Regions from separate parts of the Zea mays genome. Here region 2 is linked to region 1. The links are chromatin contacts, called in public Hi-C maps. All regions are on one chromosome and are shown on one strand. Each heading gives the region's core, a stretch centred on a gene start, on an enhancer-like site or on the middle of the called end of the contact. The rest is flanking DNA. Distances are from core to core; before and after follow the strand shown. Region 1 holds the start of LOC100502328 (DBP transcription factor). Region 2 holds the start of LOC103637995 (Major facilitator superfamily protein).

The links. A called contact is a pair of places that touch in the nucleus more often than the background predicts.
Region 2: a Hi-C map of ear shows a contact between it and region 1, with 3 times the contacts expected there. The contact joins the promoter of LOC103637995 here to the promoter of LOC100502328 in region 1. A contact is called at or near these places in 2 of 25 Hi-C or Micro-C datasets (ear and tassel).

What each region holds. Positions count from the first base shown.
Region 1 is chr9:15,582,537-15,590,246 of Zm-B73-REFERENCE-NAM-5.0, forward strand. LOC100502328 (DBP transcription factor) reads left to right here and starts at 2,831. Exons shown (of 4, transcript NM_001196806.2): 1 at 2,831-3,350; 2 at 5,035-5,232; 3 at 5,730-5,941; 4 at 6,835-7,710. The coding sequence starts at 3,264. The coding sequence ends at 7,402.
Region 2 is chr9:15,876,061-15,883,770 of Zm-B73-REFERENCE-NAM-5.0, forward strand. LOC103637995 (Major facilitator superfamily protein) reads left to right here and starts at 4,662. Exons shown (of 3, transcript XM_008660995.4): 1 at 4,662-5,316; 2 at 6,033-6,907; 3 at 7,433-7,710. The coding sequence starts at 4,984.

The DNA of each region.
Region 1 (7,710 bases), core at 1,581-4,080:
GCCGGAGGTGGATGGCGACGAAGAGTCGGTCTTGTAGTAGACCACCTTCCTCATCTTCTTCTTCTTGTCACCGCTCCGCCCCGACTTGTTGTGTGAAGGGGATCCCTTCACCTTGTTGGCGGACTCCCCGGATGGAGCTTTCCCATGGCTTGTGGCGGGCTTCTCGCCGGTCCCGAACTCCTTCTTGGCGGATGCTCCCGACATCACTTCGAGCGGTTAGGCTCTAATGAAGCACCAGGCTCTGATACCAATTGAAAGTCGCCTAGAGGGGGGTGAATAGGGCGAATCTGAAATTTATAAACTTAAGCTCAACTACAAGCCGGGTTAGCGTTAGAAATATGAACGAGTCCGAGAGAGAGGGTGAAAAACAAATCGCGGGCAAATAAAGAGTGAGACACGATGATTTGTTTTACCGAGGTTCGGTTCTTGCAAACCTACTCCCCGTTGAGGTGGTCACAAAGACCGGGTCTCTTTAACCCTTTCCCTCTCTCAAACGGTCACTTAGACCGAGTGAGCTTCTCTTCTTAATCAAACGGAACACAAAGTTCCCACAAGGACCACCATACAATTGGTGTCTCTTGCCTTGGTTACAATTGAGTTTGATCACAAGAAAGAATGAGAAAGAAAAGAAGCAATCCAAGCACAAGAGCTCAAATGAACACAAATGTCGCTCTCTCTAGTCACTATTTGATTTGGAGTGATTCCGGACTTGGGAGAGGATTTGATCTCTTTGGTTGTGTCTAGAATTGAATGCTATAGCTCTTGTAATATGTTGGAAGGTGGAAAACTTGGATGCCATTGAATGTGGGGTGGTTGGGGTATTTTATAGCCCCAACCACCAAACTAGCCGTTTGGTGGAGGCTGCTGTCGCATGGCGCACCGGACAGTCCGGTGCGCCACCGGACACTGTCCGGTGCGCTAGCCACGTCATCCGGCCGTTAGGGTTCGACCGTTGGAGCTCTGACTGGTGGGGCCTCTGGGCTGTCCGGTGCGCCAACTGCGCATGCTCTGACTCTGGCGCGCACTGTAGCGCATTGAATGCGGTTGCAGTTGACCGTTGGCGCGAAGTAGTCGTTGCTCCGCTGGCACACCGGACACTGTCCGGTGCTTCACCGGACAGTCCGGTGAATTATAGCGGAGCGGTCTCCCATTTTCCCGAAGGTGGCAAGTTCAGCGTCGAGTGCCCTGGTGCACCGGACACTGTCCGGTGGCACACCGGACAGTCCGGTGCGCCAGACCAGGATGCCATTTGGGATGTCTTTTGCTCTCTTTGTTTGAACCCTGTCTTGGTCTTTTTATTGGCTTATTGTGAACCTTTGGCACCTTTAGAACTCATAGACTAGAGCAAACTAGTTAGTCCAATTTATTTGTGTTGGGCAATTCAACCACCAAAATCATTTTAGGAAAAGGTGTAAGCCTAATTCCCTTTCAGGTGTGTTTAATGAATTGTTGGGCTCCGGGCAGCCCTAATTTATTATGTCTTGGGCAACCTCACCTGGCTGGGTGTATAATCTGGTATCAGAGCTAGGGCTCATTTTAAAAAGGTGTGAATGATGAGGACATCCTCCACTAATACCCGTTGGCAAAGACGCAATTGGCCCAATTGTAGTAGGACGACGACCGTGTGAGCTTCAAAATTATCTCACCTCGCTTAACTTGAGAGTAGAAAGCCACCTTAAAAGAGAGAGTCACTCTTTCCCCATCGGACTAGTCTTTTGGGGTGATTAGACCTCTTCTTGAGTTAGGTGTGCTTAATGAACTGTTGGGCTCCGAGCAACATTAATTTGTTGTGCCTCGGCTAGCCCCACATGGGCTGGGTGCATAAGTAAGGATTTTTGCGATCTATCTTTTAACTATTAATACATGATCCAATAAAGTTTCTATCCAATAAAGTTTTTAAGGTAGCCACAATAGTAATAAGTCAGCTCTCTATAAAGAGCCCATGTCAGCATCTATCGTATGTGGCAAAGAATTAAATGAAGAAAGAGTGATGTTATCTATGAATCTGAGTAAGCTTATATGTAGAAATCGAGGTGATATAGAGAGTGTAAGTGTTAAAGACAATTATAGATATCTGTATAGATACACTGTTACAAATATTCACCATAGAATGCACTATTACAAACATTCACTATAGAATGATACAGAGATAATATATATGTTGCTATAGAGAGTAGGAATGGCAATCAGGCGGTTAGTATATGGATTTATAGTTCGCGAACCATACCCACAAGACAAAACTCAACATATACCCGTACCCATAAACGTTCGTGGATATGGATCTGTATCCATACTCGTACCCGCCGGGTATCCGCTATCCGATGGGTACATGTTATCCGTCCACCCATTACAATTTTAGCATTCAACCACAAACAACAATTTTATCACATTTTAAAATTATTATCATTCCAGCAGCATCAAATGATAATTTCAATCAACACCAAACAACATGTCATGGATAAAAAATAAAAAATAAGAATTTATGATAATATATTAAATCCGAATAGTCCACATGTCATATATTCATTGGGTAACGGGTATAGATGTCACGAAAAATTATCCACGGATACCTTATTATATTCATAACCGTACCTGCAGATACCAAATTTCACAATACTCATATCTAATATACCCATATCTAATAAATAATTATTTATAATTATTTACCCATATACGTACCATATCGCCAGCGTTACGTTTAACCGACTGTAAATTTGTAGCTCTTTTCCTCTCTCACTTCTTGTTTCTCTTGGAGTCATGTCGGATCTGACGCCTGTTCACCACGTGCCTTTCTTCCTCCTTGGTTCTTCACAGCTCTCCTGCCGGATCAGAGTTTACTGCTCACCGCACCTCCGTTCCTCTCTCCTGAGTCTCCTCTCCTCGTCAAGTCAACAGTCGCCACTGTCCACTGTCCCCACCCGACTGCCTCCATAAAAAAAAACCGAGGTCCAACAAACAACCACTGCAATCTCCATGCCCTTCCTTCCTTCCTTCCCCACACACCATCTCTCTTTCACATGAGGATTTCTTTCCCTTCTTTCTTTCCCACAAATATTCCCAAAGAATCTTCTGTGTTGCTTCTCTCCTCGGATTCCTCTTCCCCTCCTCGCCTCCCACTCCAATTATTCCTCTCCTTACTGACTTGCTTCGCTTCTCTGTTATCTCTGTCCTCTCCTCGTGTTTGTTCTTCCTACCAGCGGAGCGCGAGCTACGCGCTGTGCCTCGTGCCTAGACGAACGGCATAGGCACCGGACGGTGGCGTCATGTGCGTGGAGGAGCCGAAGGACGCCGAACGGTTTGGTTTTGGAGACCCAGGGGTCGAGGAGCCCGCTAAGTTTCCCTTGGCTCAGGTTCGTGTTGACGGCTGGGTGCATAATTAAAGATTCGATTTTGGGTGGTTATCTTGTTGCGTGGATGAAACTTTCGATGTATATCCGTGAATCTGGTATACTTTTCTGTCGGTTCGTTTAAGTGCTTGATCCTGGTATAATGGATGGATTCAAAAGGAAACAATGATTGTCTTTGCTTCGAGTACACGCCTATGTTTATCCATCTGTCTCTCTTTTTTTCCCTTGAGTTCTGCTAGAATCTAGGCGATTTCGTGTTCAGTTGGCGCTAATGAAGGTGTAGATCAGGAGGTGATTTGAACTGTTCAATAAGGCAGAGTTAGGTTTCTTGCATTGTACAGTTAATCTTGCATCGTGTCATATATGGGCGCCTGTAAGTTAGGTGGCGCCAGAATAGTAACAGCTTAGTTAATGGGCCCATTAGGCCTTAGATTAGATGGATCTGTTATCAAATCTTTGTTAGTTGGATTTGTTAGGGACTCTTTGTAAACAGCCTATATATATGGCTGGTTTGGTTCAGAATCAATAAGCAAGATTTATCTCCTAGTTCCCATCTGCTAATTCCATCTACTCTCCTCAACACTTTCCTTCTCACAATTACAACCTAAGATCTACCACCTCTGGTAATCCCCTACCACAATTGTGGCTGGAATGTTAGGTAGCTGTTTCCTGGTGAACGGTGGCAGTTGTTTGTTTGCGGCTGGCCCACGCTTTTCATTATTTCTTAAGTTGCTTCGGTTTTGTACTCTATACTAAAATTTGTCAAACTGTCCGATCATTTCCTTGCTCATTCTGAGGTGCTGTGACAGACAGGTAGTACTAATTTCTGACTATTGTACGTAGCGAACAGGAAATGCTAGAAATTTCTTGAGAGGATATTTCAAGACAGCATATTTTCCGTGTATTTCTGACTAGCTGAAATTTCTTCAGAGTAGTACGTACTTGCCAAGGGCACATGTACTTGATTTCTCTATCAAGGCTAAAATGTAATGAAATAAAACGTGTTTTTTTCCGTGCTGATACCAGTGAAGGCATCATTTTCCTGAAGTGGTCCATGTGATTACTGACTTTGGAAGGGTTGGTACCCACATCATGATAGGAAGTTAGGAACTGCTAGATTTTTCTTCCATGGCTTGTGAGCTACTGTGATTTGATTTTAGGTGTTACTGTCATGGGTGGGTTTTCCTTTTATAGACTGGTAATGTTGATTACCAGCATTAATTTGTGCCAAGGGATAACCAAAAAATGCTGAAGATTGTAATTTCACATGGTTTGTCAATTTACGAACTCAGGCTCTGTTTGTTGCACCATATTAGCCATTGATGCTCTGCATATGGACAATTATTTCTAAAACTTTTTACTGTTCCAACTAAGGGGAAACTAATTCATTAAAATAGATGAGTTAATGTCTCATATAGTTTAACGCGCTCCTTTCTGACAGGAACTTCTGAATTTGTTTGAGTGGAAGCACCAAAGTTGAATTGATTGACATTTGGATTTTGGTTTGTGATTAATTGACGTAATGGAGTTTCCTTATTAGTATGTTCAAGTAGTTATGGCAATGCTACTTGCGCTAACTTGACTTTGTGATTGCATGTAATTTAGATCAGCTAGCTTATCTATAGATTCACATTTAGTGCTTCCTGTATTGCATTCATGTGCACTGATCCTTTCTGTTTACACGCAGATGGAGAGAGTTTGTGAAAATACAACTTCTGCTGATTTCAGGCAGAAGTTAAGCAATTTTGTCCCAGTAATCCGATCGGGGGATTGGTCTGATATTGGAGGTCGCCAATACATGGAAGACACCCACGTGTGCATTCCAGACCTTGCTAAGAACTTTGGTTTCCCATCATTAGATAATGAAGTTGTTTCATTCTATGGGGTACACACTTGCCGTCTTGCCCACTCTATTTTACCTTTCCTAGTTTCATAGACCAATCATATTGCCAAACATGCAAATCAACAAGCAGTCTATGCTGATGGTAAATTCTGACTACATCATTAGAACACCCCATATAAAGAAGAGGACTTCATAACAAATTTGGTCCATACTGCACCAGCCTAGCAGTAGAACGTTGAGGTCGCTCGTTGTGTCAAGTATATCATATGTGTAGTTCATTGTAATATCAGAAGCTGAACATAGGCTTATAATATTTTTTTCTCCTCCCAGAAAACGATTCTGCTTGTTATGATGTACACAGTTGTTTTTTTGTCAGATCACTGGAACAAATTCAGATCTGGGCTCTCAATAATTTTATTGAGTTGCACACTTGCTCATCATCAGTTAACCTAGATAATCATGTTAGTCAGTATGCATGAATGATTCACAAAAACTTGATATTCCTCTTAGGTAACAATTTTCTCCATTTCAATAATCAGGTCTTTGATGGTCACGGTGGAAAAGATGCTGCCCATTTCGTTTGTGATAATTTACCAAGGATGATTGTGGAAGATTCAGATTTCCCTCTTCAGCTTGAAAAAGTTGTGAGAAGGTCCTTTATGCAGATTGATTGCCAGTTTGCTGAGACATGCTCTCTCCATAGAGCATCGTCCTCCGGTACAACTGCACTTACAGCAATGGTTTTTGGAAGGTACTTTCCTGTCACAAGTATGATTTTCCCCAGCTTTTCATAGTATATTTAAGAGTTTTTTTATCGATACCATGAGTTGTATATGTAATGTAATCGATTTCCTTAGAAAGCCTTATTGTTCGATGTCTATCATATGGATTACATAAGAAATATTTTGGTGAACATCTGGTGAAAATGTGTCAAGTATCTTTTAGAACTGAGGCTACAGTGTTCAATCATGTCTGTACAATATTTCATCTCCTTTTAAGTTTTGCCTTTTAAAGATGTATAGAGCTAGTACCATGGCTGTTCAGAAACTGTGCTGTACTATGTCTAGTCTTCAACATGTTCTAATCTTTGTCACAAACATTTGAATATTGACTTCTGTTGATGCCAAGTAGCACAAAATTCTAAATCAACTTGTACAAATTATCTAACGTGCGATGGTATGTGCTCACTTTTCTTTTTTTTAAAGCACAGTAGTTAATATCGGGTGAGGTATTGTGAACCAGAAAAGATGATTTGACTTTTACATACTCACATGTTCATATATAAATTGAACTGATTGTGCTCAACACATCATGGTCTATTCTCTGTTCTCCTTTAGACCTTCAACCATTATTGTGTGCATATAACAATTTGGGATTCGGAAGCATAGAGGCCCATTGTTTAAACTTTAGGCCATTGATGGATCCTCATAGGTTGGTACAGGTTTGCATGTACCCAATATCTATTAGTTTCTTTTAGGGTTTTTTTTCAAATTTGTAATCTCGTTTCAGAATTGGCAATGCACAGACGTGTCGTTCGCTGGCTCGCTCTCTAACTTTATGCTATATTTATACATTTAAATTTATTTGCACTTGTATCTGTTGAACCTCTTTGACCAATGCTAAGAATTTGCACGACCCGTGCAGGTCTCTTCTGGTCGCTAATGCCGGTGACTGTAGGGCGGTTCTTTCCCGGTGTGGCACCGCAGTCGAAATGTCCATGGACCACAGGCCTTGCAGTCTCAGCGAAAAACTGCGCGTAGAATCGCTTGGTGGCTACGTGGACGATGGCTATCTGAACGGTCTGCTAGGAGTCACCAGAGCACTTGGTGACTGGCATCTCGAGGGCATGAAAGGAGCTGGTGAGACAGGTGGTCCCCTGAGTGCTGACCCAGAGCTCAAGATGACCACGCTGACGAAGGATGACGAGTTCTTGATAATTGGCAGCGACGGGATCTGGGACGTCTTCTCGAACCAGAACTCGGTGGACTTCGCCCGGAAGCGCCTCCAGGAGCACAACGATGTGAAGTTGTGCTGCAGGGAAATCGTCGAGGAGGCGATCAGGCGGGGGGCTACTGATAACTTGACTGCAGTGCTGGTCTCGTTCCACCTGGAGGCCCCGCCTCGGATCAGAGTGGACCGTCCTGGTAGGGTGGAGAGGAGCATATCTGCTGAAGGGCTCAATAGCCTCAGGATACTCCTGGGAAGGCAGTAGCTGCGTTCTTGTCGCGATTTTAGGTGCTGTGCCGCATTGCCGAGCTGTAATTGTTTGTAGTCATCTCGGCTCCTCATTGTCGTTAGCTGTTACCCGTTGCTGCGACTGCGACACGTGTTACGATTCTTGTTGGTGATTGAACCAACAAACCTGATATTATTCTTGTTGGTGATTGAACCAACAAACCTGATACTATTCTTGTTGGTGACTGAACCAACAGATTTGAGCTCTGTCCTGTGAGAGATTTTAAGCAGATGAAAGTATATCTGGCAAAGAAGCTGTGAGTTCCCAGCTCACTGTGTAATGTT
Region 2 (7,710 bases), core at 3,412-5,911, 300 kb after region 1:
GGGGTCGAAACGCCGACAATGCCGAAGCTAGAGGGAGAAAAGAAGGGAGAACTTGTCCGATTGCCTTATCACTACAAGTTTAAGAAACACTTTAAAATACCCTGCCAGGAGTGGTTGGACACAATCGAGGTTATGTGCAACGATATCCTCGGTAATTACTCTAAGAAAGAAGATCAGTTAATGACTATGGCCTTCGGCACTCGTCCGAAACGAAGATTGAATCGGGTGCTAGATGGCTTGAATTTTGATTACCCTGATTATGAGCAACTGGGCGGAGATGCCGAAGGCCAGAAGAGAAAAAGGATTGCCAGTGTCCTTGACAAAGAAGGCACCAAAATGGCTAAAAAGGACAAAGAAATTTCTGAGAAAAGAAAACTGAGCCCTGAGCCGAAGATAGCTGCTCCAAAGAAAAGAAAAGCTGCATCCCCAAAACCAACGACGTCGGCCCAAGAGGAGGAAGCTCCTGCAACACCTTCTGCTGTCGAAGTGGAAGAGATTCTAAAGGTAATGACTGAACCTTTGCCTATCAAGCTAAGTCCGCTAGCGCCTTCTGCTCTTGTTGCTCAGACAATTGAGATCCCAGCAGCACCTTCTCTTGTTGCTCAGACAATTGAGATCCCAGCAGCACCTTCTGCTCTACGATATCTTCGCATAAAAGCATGGGTTTCGGCTGATCGGCCGAAGCAGCCTTCTCCCTTCTGTACTTGTACTGCTCACAAGCTTCAGCTTCATCTATATTGTGGATTGCTTTTGAATCAGTCCAATTCCCCTCGGCCTTTCTGGTAGCTTTCTGACTCCCATGAATAGCAATAGGTCCCTGATCCGAAGGTATCTTCATGCAAAGATATGCTGGATGAAGAATTGCTTCAAAAGTATTGAGTGTTCCGCGACCGATGATAGCATTGTAAGGATACTCCATGTCGACAATGTCAAACACAACTTGCTCAGTCCTTGTATTGTTGACGAATCCGAAGGTCACTGGCATGGTAATCTTACCGAGTGCTACAATCTATCTTCCTCTGAAGCCACAAAGAGGGTGCGTAGCATCATGAATCTTGTCTTTGGGCTCTTGCATTTGTCTGAAGGCCTTAGCAAATATAATATCCGCTGCACTGCCTGTATCAACCAAAACATTGTGGACCAGAAATCCTTTGATCACACAAGAGATAACCATAGCATCATTGTGTGGGTAATCCTTGAGCTAAAGATCCTCTTGAGAGAAGGTAATTGGAATGTGAGACCATCTTGACTTGATGAAGGGTCCTTGTACCCCTACATGTTGTACTCTTCTCTATGCCTCCTTCTTATGTTTCTTGTTAGCCAGCTCTGAGCATGAACCGCCTATTATCGGGAGAATCAACTTCGGAGCCGAAGCAGCTCCACCTTGGTTCTTGAATGAAGCCATTGTCTCAAGAAAGTGGAAGTGAGTTCACCGGAGGTGGGCGCCAATGTTGGGGACTTGTTCTCAAATGCTATGAATTAAGAACAAGGCAACATAGAATGTTAAATGTTAAAGCCCTTCGTCCGCTGAAGCATTATTTCCCTGAGGATTTAATGAGCTTCGGACGAAGGTTATGGATGATAAATCACGAAGGTCTTACCTTCATGATCAGAAGTAAAATAATGTGAAATGAAATATAAAATATAAGACATTAAAGAATACCAAGAATAAATAACATCATTCACCCATTTTATAATATAAATTGAAATATTAAAACATGATGTTTAGTTACATTTATACCTTCGCCTTGACAGAAAACAATAATTCCAGAGTAATGCGTTAGCAATTACAGGATTCCGTGAACAGTAAAGGAGTATTGTTCACTATTTATAGGCACAGGACGCAGCCTGTAAGAAATTACAATCATACCCCTTACAAAAGATTACAATTATGACTCAGACCTTATGGACTAAAAAGTCATTCCACCTTTAAGTCAGTTCGATCCTTCATCTTCGGATACGCCATAATACCGAAGCTTCATGAGTGGTAACTTTGGTATCACGTATAAACAGGTTTTGCCGAAGGTGTTTCTTCCTGCAGGACCTTCGGCGACGAAGCATGGTCCCAACAGCTCATTTATATACCTTTGATCATATCTCTTTCTTTTCTATGACTAATGTGGTTTTCAAGTGTATTTCAAGCTAAGTCATAGATTGAAAGGGAAATGGAGTCTTCGGCGAAGACAAGGCTTCCACTCCACTCCATCGATTATTCATTTTTCGCTGTCGCTCCACACCGCTCTCCAATTTGGTATAATCTTCACTCATATATTATTTACCATAGGGGGAGAAAGTAGTTAAAAGGGCTTATATTTAACTCACAGGTATCCATTTTTGGCGATTCATGCCAAAGGGGGAGAAAGTATTAGCCCAAAGCAAAAGGACCGCACCACCACCAATTTCAAAAATGTAGTCTTTCAAATATGGATTAAGAAAAGATTTTTTAATTGGTATGTTTTTCAAGTGGTATCTTATTTTTGATATAATTTCAAATTAGTATACCCTCTTCAATAATAATATCTAAAACCCTCTTGAACACTAAGAGGAGGATTTCATTAAGGGGGAGTTTTGTTTAGTCAAAGGAAAAGCATTTGAAACAGGGAGAGAAAATTTCAAATCTTGAAAATGCTTCTCAAAATCTTATTCATATACCTTTGACTATTTGCAAAAGATTTTTTGAAAAAAATTCCAAAATATTGCAAAACAAAATAAGTGGCGCAAGCGTGGTCCAAAATTTTAAGTAAGAAGAAAGCCATCCATGCATATATAGTAGAAATAATTATTGGTTTCATTCCAAGCAACCTTTGCACTTACATTATGCAAACTAGTTCAATTCTGCACTTTTATATTTGCTTTGGTTTGTGTTGGCATCAATCACCAAAAAGTGGAGACTGAAAGGGAAATAGGCTTACACCTTTTTCTAATTGATTTTGGTGGTTGAATTGCCCAACACAAATAATTGGACTAACTAGTTTGCTCTAGATTATGAGTTCTACAGGTGCCAAAGGTTCACAACAAACTAATAAAAAGACCAAGTGGGTTCAAACAAAGAGAGCAAAAGACAACCGAAGTGTGCCCTGGTCTGGCGCACCGGACTGTCCGGTGTGCAGTGTCCGGTGCACCAGGGAACCAAACTCTGAACTTGCCACCTTCGGGAATTCTGGGAGCCGCTCCGTTGTAATTCACCGGACTGTCCGGTGTGCCAGCGGAGCAACGGCTACTTCGCGCCAACGGTCGTCTGCAGAGAGCAGTTAATGCGCTACAGTGCGCAGAAGTCAGAGCAGAGCCAGAAGGCGCACCGGACAGTGAACAGTGACTGTCCGGTGGCCCAGAAGACAGAAGCTCCAACGGTCGAACCCTAACGGTCGGGTGACGTGGCTGGCGCACCGGACTGTGTCCGGTGCGCCATGCGACAGCAGCCTCCACCAACGGTTCTTTTGGTGGTTGGGGCTATAAATACCTCCAACCACCCACCATTCATTGCATCCAAGTTTTCAGCCTTCACACCTCATACAAGAGCTATAGCATTCAATACAAGACACAAACAAGAGATCAAATCCTCTCCCAAGTCCAAAGACAATTCCAATCAAATAGTGACTAGTGAGAGAAAGATACTTGTGTTCATTTGAGCTCTTGCGCTTGGATTGTTTTTCTTCTTTCTTTCTTGATTCCAACTCAATTGTAACCAAGGCAAGAGACACCAATTGTGTGGTGGTCCTTGTGGAGACTTGGTGTCCCGTTTGATTGAGAAGAGAAGCTCACTTGGTCTAAGTGACTGTTTGAGAGAGGGAAAGGGTTGAAAGAGACCCGGTCTTTGTGACCACCTCAACGGGGAGTAGGTTTGCAAGAACCGAAACTCGGTAAAACAAATCACCGTGTCATCCGTTCTTATTCGCTTGTGATTTGTTTTCGCCCTCTTTTTCAGACTCACATTTAATTCTAACGCTAACCCAGCTTGTAGTGTATGCTTAAGTTTGTAAATTTCAGATTCGCCCTATTAACCCCCTCTAGGCGACTTTCACTTGAAGTTCATTTTAGTCGGGCATATTGCAAAAGCTCTCCTTTACCACTTCGAGGAGCATAACATCATGTGACTCACTCGATGACGACGTGAATAATTGGTTGCATATGACATTAAAGAAATACCACATACGCTATTACAAAATACAATATTTGAAGGTAAATACAAATTAATTGTATCACATCAATGTAAAGTAGATCGGCAATATTAAAATTACAAAAAAAAAACATATAAGTTTGCTATTTATAATAGCCTATGTGTTGATTTTGGGTAGAATTTTAATGCATCAACCTACCACTTTAAACTATATAAAACTCATTCAACCAAATCACTCACATGCACATAACCTACACTATCTACCAAATAAATTGTATCCAGACTTAATACACCATCAAAATCAATAGTTTAGATCGCTGGATAGCTTCTCTCAATTACTCAAATCCAATAGACAATTATCATTTGTATCATTTCTCACCCCTCTCTCTTCTCTCTCCCGTGTCATGTTGCCTTTTTTCACTTACTCGCGTCGCTACCATCATCAATCTATCCCCTCATGTCATTGATATCTCTTAACTCATTATTTCTTCGAAATCGTAGCGTTATTACGACCCAGACGCTACCGCCTACCGTAGAGTAAGAAAACTTTAGAGAGTAGCACGTTGCCATCTATCTTCGACAACCCACTTTCCCCGCACCTTTTCCCACCGCCAGTCCTCCACCCACGCGTCCGCGCGCACACGGACCCCAACCCAAACCGGCAAACCCCAGCTCCAAGCGAAGCACAGCTCCCAAAGTTCCAAGTCGGACACTGTAGGCGCGGCGCCCGCGGACACCCATACTGCGCTCACCGAGACACCGACCCGCGATCCCGACGGCAGCTCCCCTCCCCCTCTCCAGGTCTCCACTGTACGTCTGAACTGCATATCGCGCACGCCGCTCCGGTGCTCCCCTCGGCGAGCGAGATGCGGGGGCCGGCGTCGGTGAAGGCGGGGAGCCGGCCGCCTTGGCTGGGGCTGGGGGCGGCCGCGTGGGTGCAGGTCGCGGGCGGCGCCAGCTCCACGTTCGCGCTCTACTCGCACGCGCTCAAGGTCGCCCTAGGCGCCGACCAGAGCCGCCTGGCGCTGCTCGGGGTCGCCTGCGACGTCGGCGAGAACCTCGGCCTGCTCCCGGGGGTGCTCTGCAACCGGCTCCACCCCGCGCTGCTACTCCTCATCGGCGCCGGCGCGTGCCTTCTCGGGTACGGCACCGCGTGGCTCCTCGTCTCCGGCGTCGCGCCCGCGCTGCCTTACTGGCTGGTGAGCTGCCGCCGCTATCGCTCTTCGTTTTGCTACCTCTCATCAATTTACTGATCGTTTTTTTTTCCCTGAAAGACATTACTGGTCGATTTTTAAGATCCTGTTTATGGTCGTGAAACGGAAGTTGAGTTACTCTGTTGATGTGCAAGTTTTTCGTGGAAGGCATTGTTTAAGTGGTCGCTTTTTTTGGCACTTTTGCTCTGTGCAAGTAATAAACATAATATATGGATTATTATGGTGATGTTGGGATTTATTCTCCATTATTACCCTAAAAAATGGTTAAACATCTTATGCTATGCTGTAAAGGTTGAGGGAAAATAGATCTCTCTTTCTGAGATTCCATTAACAAGGGGGGACAGGACAGGCTGCGTGCAGCGTGCCATACACTAGGAAAATATCCTCGACAAAGAACATAAAAAACACTAACAAACAAATTTTCACTGCACTTGGGTGATTGGGTCAATAAAAATGCAGCAATTAACTTAGTTTACCTGCAATATGCCCGTATCTAGGACTTTTACACGCCAGATCTCACTGGAGAGTCGGGTGTTCTAGAATTAGCACCACTCCTCTTTCCCCTCTGAGTGTGGTTAGCTTTCTGCTAGCTTCAACTTGAGACAAGCTTTTTCGCCTACTCTAAGCCAGCAAGCTGTGTATTTCCATTCCATGATTTACTTCGATGGATAGTGTAAATTGACTAATGACCTTTTTTGCAGATTTGGTTTGCGTTATGTCTTGCTACAAATGGTGGTGCATGGTTGGCGACTGCCGTTCTAGTGACCAACATGAGGAACTTCCCGCTCAGCAGAGGTGCCGTTGCTGGCATTCTGAAAGGGTACTCGGGTTTAAGTGCCGCTGTTTACACTGAAATATACACCGGAGTGCTCCGTGATTCACCCATCAACCTTTTGCTCTCTCTCGCTCTGGGAATTCCTGCCGTGTGCCTCCTGGGAATGTACTTTGTTCAGCCCTGCGAACCCTCTCTGGTGGAGACGAACGCAGAGCAAGTCCATTTTATGTTTGCGCAAGTGGCAAGCGTTCTTCTTGGGGTTTATCTGGTTGGGGCTACAATATTGGATCACGTCGTGGCTGTCAATGACATTATGAACTATTCTCTGCTTGTCGTTATGGTTCTTCTCATTTTCGCTCCACTGGCAATACCATTGAAGATGACGCTATTCCCGAAGAAAAAAAACCCATTGGATTCACACTCTCCAACAGTTGATAATGATCACACACAGCCGCTTTTGCCTTCTTCCTCCGAATCAAACCTCGGTAATCTTGAAGAAGATGATTCCACAGACATCGATGTCCTCTTAGCCGAGGGTGAAGGGGCCATAAAGCCGAAGAGAAGAAGACCAAGAAGGGGAGAGGATTTCAGGTTTCGCGAAGCGATACTGAAGGCCGATTTCTGGCTTCTGTTTGCAATATGCTTTGTTGGGATTGGATCTGGAATCACCGTTCTTAATAATCTGGCACAGATAGGAATCGCCGCAGGTGCTGTCGACACAACCATCTCACTCTCTGTCTTCAGTTTCTGCAACTTCTTTGGCCGGCTGGGAGGTGGTGCTGTTTCCGAGTATCTTGTCAGGTAACAGAATATCTTGTATTCACTCATCTATTTACTCTTTTGAAATAATTGCTTTCATGTGATGGGGCCATTCTTGGCTTTTAATAGCTCTATCAATTTCACATTGCTTTTTTTGGCCTAGTGGGCACTGACTACTGAGAGATACTATCTGGTAGCGAACCATTGTGTCTTTATAGCTCCTCGCGTCCCAAATGTAGTAACCATGTTAGCTCCCTTTCGAACTATTAGAAAACTGCATTGCAGTCTCAGGTTTTGAATTTCTCTCGTGCTGGCCAATAGCAATAGGTTGGGTAAAAACTGTGAGTAGAGAACATGAGAGCCTGACAAAGCAGTAAGGCTTGCAACCGGGTCCGTTTTCTGAAGACAAACAGTAAGAAAAAAAAACCATGAATTTTATGTGTAGAAACATGTAGGGAACAGCTTTCTCTTGTTTGTTATGTTGTGAGTGCTATACATGACTTTGTTGAGATTCAAAATTGTGGCACCACCGCATTCCTAGGGTCAACTTGCAATCTTCTTCCGCAGGTCAAGGACACTCCCACGAAGCGTCCTGGTCATATGCACCCAGGTAGTGATGATAATCACGTACCTGCTCTTCGCGTTGGGCCGGCTCGCCACGCTCTACGTCTCCGTCGCCTTACTCGGCTTATGCTACGGGGTCCTGCTCTCCGTGGTGATCTCGACCTCGTCGGAGCTCTTCGGGCTGAAGCACTTCGGAAAGATATACAACTTCATCACGCTGGCGAACCCGGTCGGCGCGTACCTGTTCAACACCCTCGCGGGGTACGTCTACGACCTCGAGG